Regions from separate parts of the Hordeum vulgare genome. Here regions 1 and 3 are each linked to region 2. A link is a contact called in public Hi-C data. All regions are on one chromosome and are shown on one strand. The core of a region is the stretch at or near the end of the contact, and the rest is flanking DNA. Distances in the headings are between cores, read along the strand shown. Region 1 holds the start of LOC123411626 (signal recognition particle 9 kDa protein). Region 2 holds the start of LOC123407608 (ribonucleoside-diphosphate reductase small chain). Region 3 holds the start of LOC123408823 (endoglucanase 17).

Region 1 (4,560 bases), core at 1,962-4,461, 450 kb after region 2:
ACTATGAATGTAGCATATTGATCGTGTCGTTTTATTGCTATTGTTTTATGCGTGTCAAGTATTTGTTCCTATGACCATGAGATCATATAACTCACTGGCACTGGAGGAATACCTTGTGTGCATCAAACGTCACAACGTAACTGGGTGACTATAAAGGTGCTCTACAGGTATCCCCGAAGGTGTCCGTTGAGTTAGTATGGATCAAGACTGGGATTTGTCACTCCGTGTGACGGAGAGGTATCTCGAGGCCCACTCGGTAATACAACATCACACACAAGCCTTGCAAGCAATGTGACTAAGTGTAAGTCACGGGATCTTATATTACGGAACGAGTAAAGAGACTTGTCGGTAACGAGATTGAAATAGGTATGCGGATATCGACGATCAAATCTCGGGCAAGTAACATAACGAAGGACAAAGGGAATGACATACGGGATTATATGAATCCTTGGCATTGAGGTTCAACAGATAAGATCTTCGGAGAATATGTAGGATCCAATATGGGCATCTAGGTCCCGCTATTGGATATTGAACAAGGAGTGCCTCGGGGCATGTCTACATAGTTCTTGAACCCGCAGGGTGTGCACACTTAAGGTTCGATGATGTTTTAGTATAGTTGAGTTATATGTGTGGTTACCGAATGTTGTTTGGAGTCGCGGATGAGATCACGGACGTCACGAGGGTTTCCGGAATGGTCCGGAAATGAATATTGATATATATGATGGTTTCATTTGGTTACAGGAAAGTTTCGGGCAATTCCGATAGTGCACCGGGAGTGACAAATGGGTTCCGGGAGTTCACCGGGAGGGGCCCACCCACCCGGGAGTGATCCCAAGGCCATAGGGTGGCACCACAAGTCCCTAGTGGGCCGGTGGAGTCAGCCCAAGGGCCCCATGGCGCCACTTAAAGAAATACCAAAAGAAAAGAAAAAGAAAAAGGGAAATTGGGAGGTGGGAAGGAAGAGGAGGACTCCTCCTTCCAAAACCGAATTGGAGGAGGAGTCCTCCTCCTCCATAGCGCCGGCGCACCCCTTGAGGGCTTGGCCCTCAAGGCAAGCCCCTCCCCCTCCCTCCTATATATAGTGGTGTTTTAGGGCTGATTTGGGACAACTTTTGCCACATGCAACTCAACCCTAGACCCCATAGTTTTACCTCTAGATCGGATTTCTGCGGAGCTCGGGCGGAGCCCTGCAGGAGTAGATCATCACCACCACCGGAGCGCCGTCACGCTGCTAGAGAACTCATCTACTTCTCCCTCTTGCTTGCTGGATCAAGAAGGTCGAGATCATCGTCGAGCTGTACGTGTGCTGAACGCGGAGGTAGCGTCCGTTCGGCACTAGATCGGAACGGATCGTGGGACGGATCGCGGGATGATTCGTGGGACGGTTCGTGGAGCGGTTCGAGGGACGTGAAGATGTTCCACTACATCAAACGCGTTTCTTAACGCTTTCTGTTGTGCGATCTACAAGGGTACGTAGATCCAAATCTCCCCTCGTGGATGTACATCATCATGATAGGTCTTCGTGTGTGTAGGAAATTTTTCGTTTCCTATGCAACGTTCACCAACAGAGCCACCTCGCCGTCGCTTTGCATTGCTCGTGAACAGGTCGGTCAGAGAGGTGAGGACCATGAGGTCCTCTTCATCCTGGGCGTCAGCATCAGCTTTCTCCTCTAGTAGCGTCGTGAACGCCTCCTCATCATCGGAGTCCATCGCCCAGGCAAATCGCCAAACACCTGGCGAGCGTGGCGGACACGCGGCCGCGTACGTGCCCGGAGCGCCAAGAAAACTCGCTAAGAAGCGGGGGACGGGGGAGGGAGCGAAGCCGCGACGAACCTTACGACCGTCAACAGGGAGATGGCCTTTTGTAGCGGCGGTAGGCAGGTGGGCGGCACCGGAATCGGCACGGTGGCTAAAGGCGTGGTTCGCTAGGGGCGGTTCCGGAGAAGAAAAGGCCTTTTTTCGCCTGACACGGGGCATGTCGCGTCGTTTTTCCTTCGCCGGCGTCCCCAGGTGCCCCCCTCCCCAATGCGGTCGGTTCGGGCTGGGACCGCCGGAGCCAATTTCGGCCCTAACCAGCGAAAAAACGGCTCTTGGAGACGCGACTGAAACGTTTTTCCCTCGCTGGCGAAAAAAATGACCTCGAAGGGCCTGTTGGGGGCGCGGGTCGAGATGCTCCAAGAGAAACCCCAATGGGGCGACCCATTTCATCCGCCGACATCAGTTTGGGTCCGGACGGAAAAAGTGATGGCCCAACGCACGAACCCATTGCCAAAATGTGTCCGCTTCGCGTCCGTGCCGACCCATTTCTAGCTCAAATTTGGGACTGAAATGTGTCGGCGCGGACGCGCGCGTCTCCTCGGTGTCTGCATGTGTCCGGCCTGGCTACTTGTCACACAACCATGCACTTACCTATGTGTGTTTATTTAATTCGCTCGCCTATCCCACCCGCCTCTCTCCTATTATTTCAATACCACAATGTTGTTGCACACTTGCTTTCCGTTGGATGCACGTGTCAATCCATTTAAAAAAATAGACACAGACAGGCCGACGGACGACCCAAACGAACAAAAAACGGACAAAAACACTGTCCATTTGGGGTCGTCCTGTTGGAGTTGCTTCGGGAGCAGCAGGTGCGCTGCGACGCGGAGGCACTGCAACTTGAGGAGGAGGAGGGGGGAGAAGGAGGAGCGCGCCCAGCGAGCCGCAATGTCGGTGCCCCAGCAGACGCCGGAGGAGGCTACCCTTGCAGCGTACCAAGCGGCGTTCGGGTGGACTGGCCCGACTCCCGTCTTCATCGACCTCACCAACGACGATGGCGACGTCAAGGGCAAGGGCAACGCCGACGACGTCTAGGGCAACGTGGGGGCACCGACTTTTTTATGTTTTATTTAATGTTTAATTAGGTTTAAGTGGATTTTGACCGGCGGTTAACCTGCCATTATGTTTAATTATGTTTATTTCTGTGAAATCTGTTTTTTTCTATATAGGTAAATCTGGGTCCGCCTTTCGTTAGGCGCTCAAGTCCTTATAAAAATGCGGGTGCGCATGTTGGTCTAACCGACTCAAATAAACAAAAAGCGAATAAAATACGTGACCGTTTGGATCGGCATGTTAAAGTTGCTCTTAGCTTTTTTAAAACAGAAGTTTGTAAGAAAAGCGGAACCAAACGCAAACACAGCCTAAAGCCCTACCCGTCGCCCTTCCAAACACAAGTTCAGCCCCGAACCGGACCCAAGGGAGCAGTCTAGCGAACGCAGCCCTATTCAAACCGCGGCAGACTCCTCCCAGCAAACCCCCCAGATCCCGACGAGACCACGCCACACCGCGGCGAAGCCCTAGCCTCCGGCCAGCGCCGCCGCAGCGATGGTGTACTTCGACTCCTGGGACGAGTTCGTTGACCGGTCCGTGCAGCTCTTCCGCGCCGACCCCATCACCGTACGCCGGGACCCCATCCCTCCTTCCCCCCTCGTCCACCCATGCCCGATTCCCCCTGCCCGCATCTCGATCTAATCCGTTATCCGTTGCCCATGTGTGCAGACTCGCTATTGCATGAAGTACCGGCACTGCGACGGGAAGCTCGTGCTCAAGGTCACCGACGACCGCGAGGTACGGCGCCCAGGCTTCTTTGTTTTGCCCAGATTTGGGGATTGACTCCAAATTCATGATCAGGAAGTGTGTGTTTTAGGTCCCGATCACGCGTGTCACTACGAGATGCGTGTTACAGCTAGGGATTGAGCCGATCGAGCGTTATTGTAGGTCATGCATTGCGTGGGATGGTTCAGTGTTGCGTATTGAATTTTGTGACGTAGCATAGCTTGGTATAGTATAAGTGGCTCGATAAAATACTACAGCAGTTAGATCGTTCAGCATTAACAGAAAGCAAAACTGATCTCTCTTTTGAGGAGTTTTGATTTTACAATCATCCTGTAAACATAGAATTCATCTCAAGTTTATTTTCAAGTCAAGAAAGATAGTGAGATGCCAATTACAACGAAATGTCTGCTTGATATCATAAACCCAGGAGATTTTGCCATAAAAGCCTTAGCAGCCGTTAGCATTAGTTCACAGTAGTTACACTAGTGTGGGTGGGCATATGTGCTTTTCCTTCCTAATTGAAGCAAATCATTGTTGTGCATGACGAAAGTACTCTTGTGCCCACTAGTAAGTTTATCTGTTCCTGGATGAATGCGTAGCCAGGAAAACAGATAGTACAGACTGCAGAGTACATGTTTAGTTGTATGGATTTGAGCCAGGAAAATATATAGTACAGACTGAAAACCACTTAAACTTGTATATGATATCCCTCTCCTCGCTTCATCTAGAAAATTACTTAGGCCCAGTTCTTTTGGCCGATTCTCCCATAATCTTGAGAATCGACCCTCAATCCAGTTTCTCCCAGAATCTTGAATCCATATTTTTTTTACAATCCTATCTAGTTAGGATGTGAACAGCTAGGATTGTAAAAAACATAGGGATACAATATTCTGGGAGAACCTGGGTGATTAGCTTAACCCTGAAGGACGATTTTATTAAGCTCATACTTAAATGTTCTGCCAGGAA
Region 2 (5,022 bases), core at 1,895-4,394:
TGCGTGCAGCGGAATAAGTACTCAAGGAGATGTGCAAATACAACGACACCATAGTCGTGAGAGTGAAACGAAACGTTCGGATTGCACAAGTAGCGTGTTCAGGGCATGTAGGTGAAGAATAAGTTAAGTGAAGAGTTTGGGGTGAGGAAATTGAGAAAGTCTTTAGTCAAATTCTTCAAACAGTAAAGATCAAATCGTCAATATACAATTGAGGAAATGAAAGGGTTGAGGAATTAGAACCAGGCGCTCGATGAAGACAATGGTTTGATGACCCAGTTCCAACTGTTGTGAAAGTCGTACATCTGGTTTGGAACAATCTCCCAAGTGATGCTCAATCATTGTGGGGTTTTTGGGTTTTGTTTTGGGTGTTTGGGTGTTTGGGGTTTTCCTAACCGATGATTTTCTCTCGAAGTCTTCGAGGAATGTGTTGTTCTCAAATGACAAGTGTGAGTTTCTCTCCCGAAGCAGCCAAACAACTAGTGGTTATTGGGAGGTGGTGCAGCTATTTATAGCCAAGGAGCAACCCTGACATGAATTGACATAAATACCCTAACGATAGGACCGTTAGGTGGATAATGTTGGGGACAGCTGGCGTGCAACACAACCATGGTCTGAATGTTTCAACTATGAAAGTCCTCATGTCACTCATATTCCTCACAGGTAGGTAATTCGCACTGGCAAAAACCTAACTCTTGAGTTACAGCAAATTCCTCAAAGAGTGGGAGATCTTCGTCTCTGTCACTTAAGAATGAGACTGAAATGTTGAAGATTTCCAAAGGCTTCACTCGAAGGATTTGTATGTGTAGGCATTGATATGAGCATCACTTGAAAACCTTTCCTTATTTTTACCTCGCCCCCCTTTAACGGTACAGTGGTCCTATGACACACAATACAGAAAATGAACTCACATTTTATACAAGGTTTTGGAGTGTGTTAACCGGATGGCCGGTGATTATATTAGATTGATTGATCGAAGATTCTCTAAAACTCACCCATTACTTAAATAACAAAGTTTCAGCCTCGTCTCCAACATGTTATTGGAGCCAAATATAGAACTCACATAAAAATGGTTGTGCCCAAGGAGTTGGTGCCCCATCACAAGATTAGGTAAGGTTACACAAGTGAAAAATTTACGATGGTGTATGATTTTGATACGAGGTCCATGTTTGTTGTCCCGATATGTCCCGGATCTGCTCACGATACACATGTATGGAGTGATGCTATAGTTCGTTATGATCATTTCCCCCACCCCCACAGTCAACAAGATGATATGTGTAAATTTCAAATGACTTCTAATGCCCTCCTATAGCTAGATATTACCTTGTGGAGTCCAGACACCCAACATCGCCATACAAAGGGCAACAATACCATCTATCAGATTTCCAACAACACCCGTTGGTTGGGAGACAGGAGGCCTTCAACCATTGTCATTCTTTTTTGCGAAACTTTATTGAAAGAGCATCTGATGGCGAAATCTCGGAGGCATACCTCGGTATAAACCGGAGCCCCAAAGGATGATTGTCACTGTATGCATGTTCTTCACAATTGGATTCGTGATAGCATGTTACATGATTAGCAATTTGACAAATTTGACAATGATGCATATGTGCAACCTCCATTGCTGTTTATCGATGGCAACACTCTACCACCACAAGCTGATGGTCTCATGATCGCAACACGCGAGGCTATTGCTGTCAGTCTCGTACCTTGAGATTATTCGATATATCTGTAGTTCATCCCTTATTGTAACGAACAAAATTTTAAAGACATTTTAATTGTAATGTTTAGCACATTCTGATTTTCATAAATCACTTTCATGCTCGCATGCTCGTATTCAAGTAGATAATGTTCTAAGCTACACATTTTTAGCACACAAACTCAATCTATAATCTCAAACCGCAGCCTCAGAAAATAACTATACGACAGATTATGTGGAAAGCAGATTATGGTAGAATTCCCAAGAATCTTGATTATGTAGAATCCGTCGCAAAAAGAATGAGACCCAAATCTGCTTGAGATAAGTCCACCACCCCATAAGGTACTGTGAGTAGGTCCTTGTGATACACAACTATTTTTTGGATTGGGCTCAACACGGAGGCCTCCTACTCGGGGCTTTGAGTGCCGGGTGTTCGAACCAGCGTACACGTGCGCCTCCCATGTGTGCCGACCAAACTGCCCGAGAAGTTCGCTCACTTTATCGCTACCAGCCTTTCGTTCGCTCGGATGACAGGTCAACTTGTTGACTGGCCAGACTTTGAGGAAAAATAATCGAAAAAATCACATTTCTTGGGATTTTTAAATCATGAATTGTTTTTGTTTTTTTTTTACATTTTTTGAATACGTGGATCTACAAAAAGTTCATAAATATGTTTTTTAAGTTCATAGACATTGGAAACAAACTCACCTATCTAGGAAAAGTTAATAAGTTATGGGAAAAAAGTTCCCAAATTTTTAGAAAACTTAACAGATTTGAAAAGAGTTCACAATTCTTAATTTGTTTTTACATATTTGAGGGAGAAAGTTGTCTAATTTGAGACAAAAATATGAATTTAAAAACAATACTTTGAAAAAGTTCATGAATTTAAGAAAAAATATCATGAATTTGGCAATAGTTAAAGAATTTGAAAAACAAAAAAAATCATGAAATTTAAAATGGAACAAGTAAAAAAGCACAAAAACCCAGGCCAAAACCGGCCTGAAAGCAGACAGAAGCAAAACATAGCAGGCCAGGCCAAGAAAAAGCGAGAAGAGAAAGACTACTACTACTATAGTAGTAGTACGTAGTGCTAATAAATGAGCCGTCCGTTTTCGATTGAGAGGGTGTGCGCCACGTACCGAATACACTCTGTTTGGAGCTGAAGGTGCCAAGTAGAATTCGGACCGAGCACGCCCGAAAACAACAAAATAAGCCGAATTTCACACAGTCACCAGGCCACATCATTTTTTTGTGTGGAGGCAAGCCGGGCCACACCATACATATAACTGAATAAGCGAGTCAATCATAGCCCAAAGCAAGCACAAAGCCCAGTCACGAGATACTTCCATTACCCCCGTTTTTTACCAAAACGCCCTCGCTCGCTCACGCGAAACCTAACTCCCCAAAATTAACACCACGTGAGTAATCACACCCTCTGTCGCCGGTTCCCTCCATCTCTCCCTCCTTTCTCCCCCCCGAAAACTTCAAATCACCCGGCAAAATCCAAACTTTTTCCCCAATCTTCCGCCGCACGGCGTCCCCGCCCGCGCCCCGCTCCTCCTTCCCTCCCAAGGAGCCGCCAAATCCATCCCAATTCGAAATCTTCCCTCCCGATCCCCATCCTATAAACCTCCTCCGCCCCCCGCTCCATTCCCCCACACCAGAACCACCGCCAGTCCCATCTCCCAATTCCCCACGCGCAAATCCTTCCCCGCATCGAGGCCAGCGCCGCCGCCGGAGCTTCGAAGATGCCTGCCGCCCTTTCGATGGTGCCCGCCTGCGACGCGGAGGAGCCGCTCCTGGCGGAGTCGTCGGACCGCTTCTCCATGTTCCCCATCCGGTTCCCGCAGATCTGGGAGTTCTACAAGAAGGCGGTGGCCTCCTTCTGGACCGCCGAGGAGGTGGACCTCTCCTCCGACGCGCGCCACTGGGACACGACTCTCTCCAACGACGAGCGCCACTTCATCTCCCATGTGCTCGCCTTCTTCGCCGCCTCCGACGGCATCGTGCTCGAGAACCTCGCCTCCAGGTTCATGTCTGACGTGCAGGTCGCCGAGGCCAGGGCTTTCTACGGCTTCCAGATCGCCATAGAGAACATCCACTCCGAGATGTACTCGCTGCTCATAGAGACCTACATCCGCGACGACGTCGAGAAGGACCGCCTCTTCCGCGCCATCGACACCATCCCCGCCGTTCGCCGCAAGGCCGACTGGGCCCTCCGCTGGATCGACGGCGGGGAGCGCTTCGCCGAGCGCATCGTCGCCTTCGCCTGCGTCGAGGGCATCTTCTTCTCGGGCTCCTTCTGCGCCATCTTCTGGCTGAAGAAGCGGGGGCTCATGCCGGGCCTCACCTTCTCCAACGAGCTCATCTCCCGCGACGAGGGCCTGCACTGCGACTTCGCCTGCCTCCTCTACGACATCCTGCGCGGCAAGCTGGACGAGTCCCGCGTCTTCGAGATCGTCTCCGAGGCCGTGGACATTGAGAGGGAGTTCGTCTGCGACGCGCTCCCCTGCGCGCTCGTCGGCATGAACGGCGACCTCATGAGCCAGTACATCGAGTTCGTGGCAGACCGCCTGCTCATGGCGCTGGGCTGCAACAAGCTGTACAACGCCACCAACCCGTTCGACTGGATGGAGCTCATCTCGCTGCAGGGCAAGACCAACTTCTTCGAGAAGCGCGTCGGCGAGTACCAGAAGGCGTCCGTCATGTCCAACCTCAACGGCGGCGCCGCGACCCAGCACGTCTTCAGCATCGACGAGGACTTCTGATCAGTCACTCTGATGATATGCAGTCTCCATTACCAATGGCTCGCTGGCCGCGTCTGGTTGCTCCGTAGTCATAGTAATAGTAGCAGTGATACATGTGACGGGTGCTCCACAATGTTTTTATTTTCTGTTATTTCGCTGGTTCTTGTTGGTGATGTACTGATGTATTGTAATGAATCAAAGCTATTACTTCTGAATAAATAAACATCATCTGCTGCTCATGTTCGTGGAAATGACTCTGCAAAAGAATGCCAACCTGCGGGCGCGCAGATGGTGTTCGATGCAATGCGCGTGCCGGTCCGTGGGCGCGCAGGCGGTGTCCGACGAAATGCGCCTGCCGGTCCATGGCGGCGTCCGACGAAATGCGCCTGCCGGTCCATGGGCGCGCATAGCGTTCGACGAAATGCGCGTGACACCCCGTGCGCGCGCAAGGCGTTCGACGGAATGCCTCGGTGGATAGGGTTCTCAAGGATTAGGTAGGGTTTTAGTTAGGGGCTCAGCGGGGACCAAAATTGTCTGTGACCCGATTGCGGCGCGCCAGACGTGAGTGCTGTCTCGGCC
Region 3 (5,124 bases), core at 1,396-3,895, 500 kb after region 2:
ACATCATTCCTAAATATGGATTATATAGATTTTTATTACATTTAGTGCATATTTAGAAGTATGTATTTTTGTATCTGTTTTTTTTACCAAATATATGTAATTTATTTGTGTATGTAATGATATCCACATGGTTTTGGATTATATATAGTTATTTTATTTTTACCGTTATTACAAAAATATATTTGTATATGCATAATATTACAAAAAAATTTATATATGCATAATAATCATGTTTGAAAGATAATAATATTTCTTAATATAGTACATTAGTACTTGTATTACCAATAATTTACAGTTGTAATGCAGTACCATATTTTTTTTATTGCGTATACATAGGTGGCATGGTCATTTCGGCAAAATTGAGACCTCTAATCATTTGACCGAGATGCACATATTCTAGCCCCCCACATGTTCATTTGGAATTGGGTTACAATTCCAATTCCGATTATTTGTGCGGCCTAACAATTGATGTTTACCGTGTTCATTTCCAATTTATAAAACTAACTGCTGAGTTATGCGACCCAAACGGGGTGTTAGTGTATATGCAATGCAACAAGTAGGGTAGTGACAAAGATCACTAATTGCTAAGTTGAAGCTTAGAGCATCTACAACTAAATCTTTTATATTCGTCTCAGACGTCCGGTCAAGTCATTGACTGGTTACAAAACATGACTCAACTGAATCCATCATACCCGTCTCAAATGTCCGTACTAACCGACACCCCCATATCCATATCAAATATGAGGTCGATACGAGGACTCACGGATGCGTCTGGACACGTCCGGTCAGTCCATCACATAGGATGCGATCACACCTGAATCATATTTTCTTTTTATTTATTTATTCTTTTTTTTTCTTCTTCATCAATCAAGTACAAGTGACCGAACATATGGAAAAAATATATAAAAGGTACACCTGAACGGATGAAAAAATAGAAGGTTAAAACGAAGACGCCCGGTCACTGATCGGTTGCGTCCACGGAAGTTTAAGGATTCAAATTTATCAAATACGGTTATAAATGCTCTTAGAAGAAAAATGCACGTCTCAACCTAATCCATTTAGCGACCATAAGCTTGTAGCTTTATGTATAAGCAAACAAGACCGTTTTTCGTAGGAACTTAGCCTTAGAGTAAGGAGGTGTTTGTTTACAGGGATTTTTTAATGTAAAACCAAACATAAGGGACTTTTAAGGATTAAAAGTGGACATTTGAGACTAAATAAAGAAGTCCCTAAGGAAGAGTATTTTTGAAACATTGAGACTTTTTCCAACAGTGGTCCTGCTTTTAGCATGTCATTTAGTAACCTCCGGTCCATTAATAAGGATAACATAGTCTTTTAGTATGTAATTTAATAACCTCTAGTCCATGTTTAGACATGGAACCAAACACGTAGGTACTAGGGACTTTCTCTTTAAGACTAAAAAAAGTCCTAAGACTTTTTAAACAAACAAGGCCTAAGTCTATGAACCTATAGTAATACTTAAGTAATACTCTATTATGCATCATAATTATCCTAGCTAGCCTACCCTCATGAAATTCACAAGGGCGATCAAGAGATTCTCCTCCCACTGTTTTCCCTGAGAGCACACGTTATTGTATACTCCCTCTGTCCGATGAAAATTGTACATATAGATATTTTAGAACAAATTATAAAGTGAAGCAAAAATGCATTGAAAAAGTGCAAGTAATCATCTCTCTTCTTTTTAATTATCCAACCCCCAATGAACTAAGTACATGTAGAAATTAAGGGGACTATGTGTAAAATATTATTGGTCTTGATTACCGTGTGATAAGAGAGATACATTTCTTTCTATTTTATAGTGCATTGAAAAGATAAAAGTATATTATTTTATGAAGAATTTTTAAAGCTAAACGTACACTCTTCATTAGACGGAGGGAGTACAGACGTTTGATGTGAAATGATGTAACACTTGCAATGACTGTTTTGGGTCCTATACTTTTTGTCCAACCGATATTTCTTGTTATGACAATGTTGGTCATGAAATTAATTTTCCCACATTCGTTGCTAAGTCTAATGATGATTTATTGTGCATCTTTCGGGCTTTTGAAATGTGGAAATTGGTAGTTGCGTAGAAATTGCACTATAGTGATAAAACTGAAAAAGTAGTTTTTTGCATTCTTTATGTCCAAAATGTCCATAGTGATAAAACCGGAAAAAGTGACAAGCCACTTTCTTCATCTGTGAGAGGTTTGCAATTTGCTCTTTTTTTTTCATTCTTTGTGTCCAAAATGTTGCAAGGTTGTAAACCAATGATTGCACGTGAATACAGGTACTGTATTAGGGACGAAGCCATGGAGATTCCAAGAAAAGTTATATCGATCGGTCCCAAGACAGGCATTTCTGAGGGTTTGGTACACCACTTTTGTGCTCCCAATCCCAAATGGCAGTAGCCCTTGGTTGGCACCGGAAGCGACCACGGTCCACGGCAGCGTCCACAAGGACCAGTTCCACGGACGCCGCGGCCCTCGTCCTCGCCCCGGGCGCCGCAACGCTGCCACGCGCACGTGTCGCGCCGCGACTGGCTCCGCCCCCAGCATCCCATTCCCTCTCTGGCTACACCCTCACATGGAGCCTCGCCCTCACATGCCATTAAACCTGGCCACCCCCCTCTCCCCCCCTATTAAATCCTTTGCCGTTCGCCGCTCCAGTGCAGCAGCAGTCCAGCGCCCGAACCGCCGCGCACGCACAGCGCCAACCGACTAAACTGCCGCCCATCAACACCGGTGAAGCCTAGCTTTAGCTACCTAGCGAGGCGATTGCAATGGCGTCGCCGGCGAGGAAGGCAATGGTGGCGGCCGCGGCAATGCTGCTGCTGCTGCTCCTGTCGACGGCGGCCGTCGCGCAGCACAACTACGGCGACGCCCTCCACAAGAGCATCCTCTTCTTCGAGGGCCAGCGCTCCGGCCGCCTCCCGCCCGACCAGCGCGTCCGCTGGCGCCGCGACTCCGCGCTCAACGACGGCGCCACCGCCGGGGTGAGTGACACCACTAGAACCGCCTCCTCTTCTTTCGCGCTCCATTGCATTGATTGTTAACACGGCGGTGTGCGTGCGTAGGTGGACCTGACGGGCGGGTACTACGACGCGGGGGACAACGTCAAGTTCGGGTTCCCGATGGCGTTCACGACGACGCTCATGTCGTGGGGGCTGATCGACTTCGGCAAGAACTTCGGGTCGCACGGCGGGGAGGCGCGGGCGGCGGTGCGGTGGGCGACGGACTACCTGATGAAGGCGACGGCGACGCCCAACACAGTGTACGTGCAGGTGGGGGACGCCTTCCGCGACCACTCGTGCTGGGAGCGGCCCGAGGACATGGACACCCCTCGCACCGTCTACAAGGTCGACCCGGCGCACCCGGGCTCCGACGTCGCCGCCGAGACCGCCGCCGCCCTCGCCGCCGGCTCCATCGTCTTCCGCGAGGCCGACCCCGCCTACTCCAAGCGCCTCCTCGACCGCGCCATCTCCGTAAGTGCATTAAAGCCGCCTCGTCATCACGTACCTGCCACGTCGATTAGACATAAGTATGTATGTTCATTTTTCTTCTTCTTGGTTGCGATGAGAAGGTGTTCGAGTTCGCGGACAAGTACCGTGGTGCGTACAGCAGCAGCCTGTACTCGGCCGTGTGCCCCTGCTACTGCGACTACGACGGCTACCAGGACGAGCTGCTGTGGGGCGCGGCGTGGCTGCACAAGGCGTCGCGCCAGCGCGTGTACCGCGACTACATCAAGAAGAACGAGGTGGCGCTCGGCGCCAGCGACTCCATCAACGAGTTTGGCTGGGATAACAAGCACGCCGGCATCAACATCCTCATCTCCAAGGTACTACAGTAGTACCATGCACATTTCATTCCTGCTAGGCTACTCCTAGATTACGGACATACATGCATGTTCCTGTTGACTAGGAGTAGTAGGGTATGTTACTGTACTTGGTGTAACACAGACCACACAGTAGGTGCACTTGATTCTTGCACGTTGCTGACTAGCCATGACGGCCACTCCACCACTGCATTGCTGTGCTGACCTATGGTATAGAGTGTGAAGTAGTATAGCCAGGTACTCTAGGATGATGCGTCGACGCAGGGATGCCTGACCCTGTTTTGGCCGCTTCTCGTGTGTCATTGCGTGATTCTGCCCTGCTCTGCTCTGCTCGGTTTGTGTACACACAAACACAAGAGCAACGACGACACTAGTCCTCTGGTGCCCAGCGGCGCGCACATGCGCCGGCTTCCCGCCTTTTTTTCACGAGTGCTAGTTTATCTTTTCTTTTCGGTAGCCGCAGCGGGCAATGCGCAGTCTTGGCATGCCATCGTCAAGTTTGAGACGTGCCATCCTGACAATCAGTGTGAATATGCATCTCTTACTAATTAGCCGTAGCAGATATACTAAACTAGAGGATTTCTCTGTGCTTGGAGAGCAGGGCACTCTGCTCGCGTAGTAAAGCAAGAGCATGCATGGGCTGGAAGGCCGGCCATGAGGGGAACCTTTGCACGCGCGCTCTGCTCTTTTGACCAAGACAGACATGTGGGGCTGGGTTGTGCTAGGGCCCAAAAGCAATTTTAAAAGATCAGACGAAAGGTCGGCTCGATATCATGATACTAGTTTCCTAGAGGCTATATACTCACCAGATATTCCTTTGAACGTGCACGCCATGTTGGGTGATGACCTGCGTTCTCTTGTGTCTTGTCTGGATTAACTGTCAGAGGCGAGGAATAATTGTCCCAAGGCTGCTAGGATAACAAAACTTAGCAGATCATGTGATGTACATCACAGTGGGTGATTAGGCAATGAGATCGAACATATGTGCGGGCTGAGCATATGCATTTGTTCTCTCCATTGGGGTTTATGATGCATCAATACTTGTTCGGCGCATCAGCATGTGAGCTGACTCGATTCTTCTGGCCCGACTACACAGACATTCAGCACTTTCTGGCATCCTTGGCTGTCACGTGGCACTCCACATGGCCGTATGATCAGCGATGGCTACTCACACCGTGGCAGAGTGTACTCATCACATATTCACATGCCTGGCTGGCTGGCTAGATAGATTGGCGCAGCATGTGTGCATTATTGGGTGCCTCATTGGAACGTATCCTAGATTCCCACTGC

What was found. Hi-C and Micro-C count contacts between places; a contact is called where the count stands out from the background.
Region 1: a Hi-C map of leaf shows a contact between it and region 2, with 10 times the contacts expected there. The contact joins the promoter of LOC123411626 here to the promoter of LOC123407608 in region 2. A contact is called at or near these places in 3 of 6 Hi-C or Micro-C datasets (leaf and seedling) and 1 of 1 datasets of contacts at active chromatin or transcription factors (embryo).
Region 3: a contact with region 2 is called in a Hi-C map of seedling, with 6 times the contacts expected there. The contact joins the promoter of LOC123408823 here to the promoter of LOC123407608 in region 2. A contact is called at or near these places in 2 of 6 Hi-C or Micro-C datasets (leaf and seedling) and 1 of 1 datasets of contacts at active chromatin or transcription factors (embryo).

The regions. Positions count from the first base shown.
Region 1 is chr7H:110,968,698-110,973,257 of MorexV3_pseudomolecules_assembly, reverse strand. LOC123411626 (signal recognition particle 9 kDa protein) reads left to right here and starts at 3,211. Exons shown (of 4, transcript XM_045104590.1): 1 at 3,211-3,435; 2 at 3,538-3,606. The coding sequence starts at 3,364.
Region 2 is chr7H:111,421,972-111,426,993 of MorexV3_pseudomolecules_assembly, reverse strand. LOC123407608 (ribonucleoside-diphosphate reductase small chain) reads left to right here and starts at 3,144. Exons shown (of 1, transcript XM_045100773.1): 1 at 3,144-4,682. The coding sequence starts at 3,445. The coding sequence ends at 4,464.
Region 3 is chr7H:110,921,362-110,926,485 of MorexV3_pseudomolecules_assembly, reverse strand. It overlaps LOC123408823 (endoglucanase 17), which reads left to right and starts at 2,645. Exons shown (of 6, transcript XM_045101863.1): 1 at 2,645-2,995; 2 at 3,077-3,484; 3 at 3,583-3,837. The coding sequence starts at 2,783.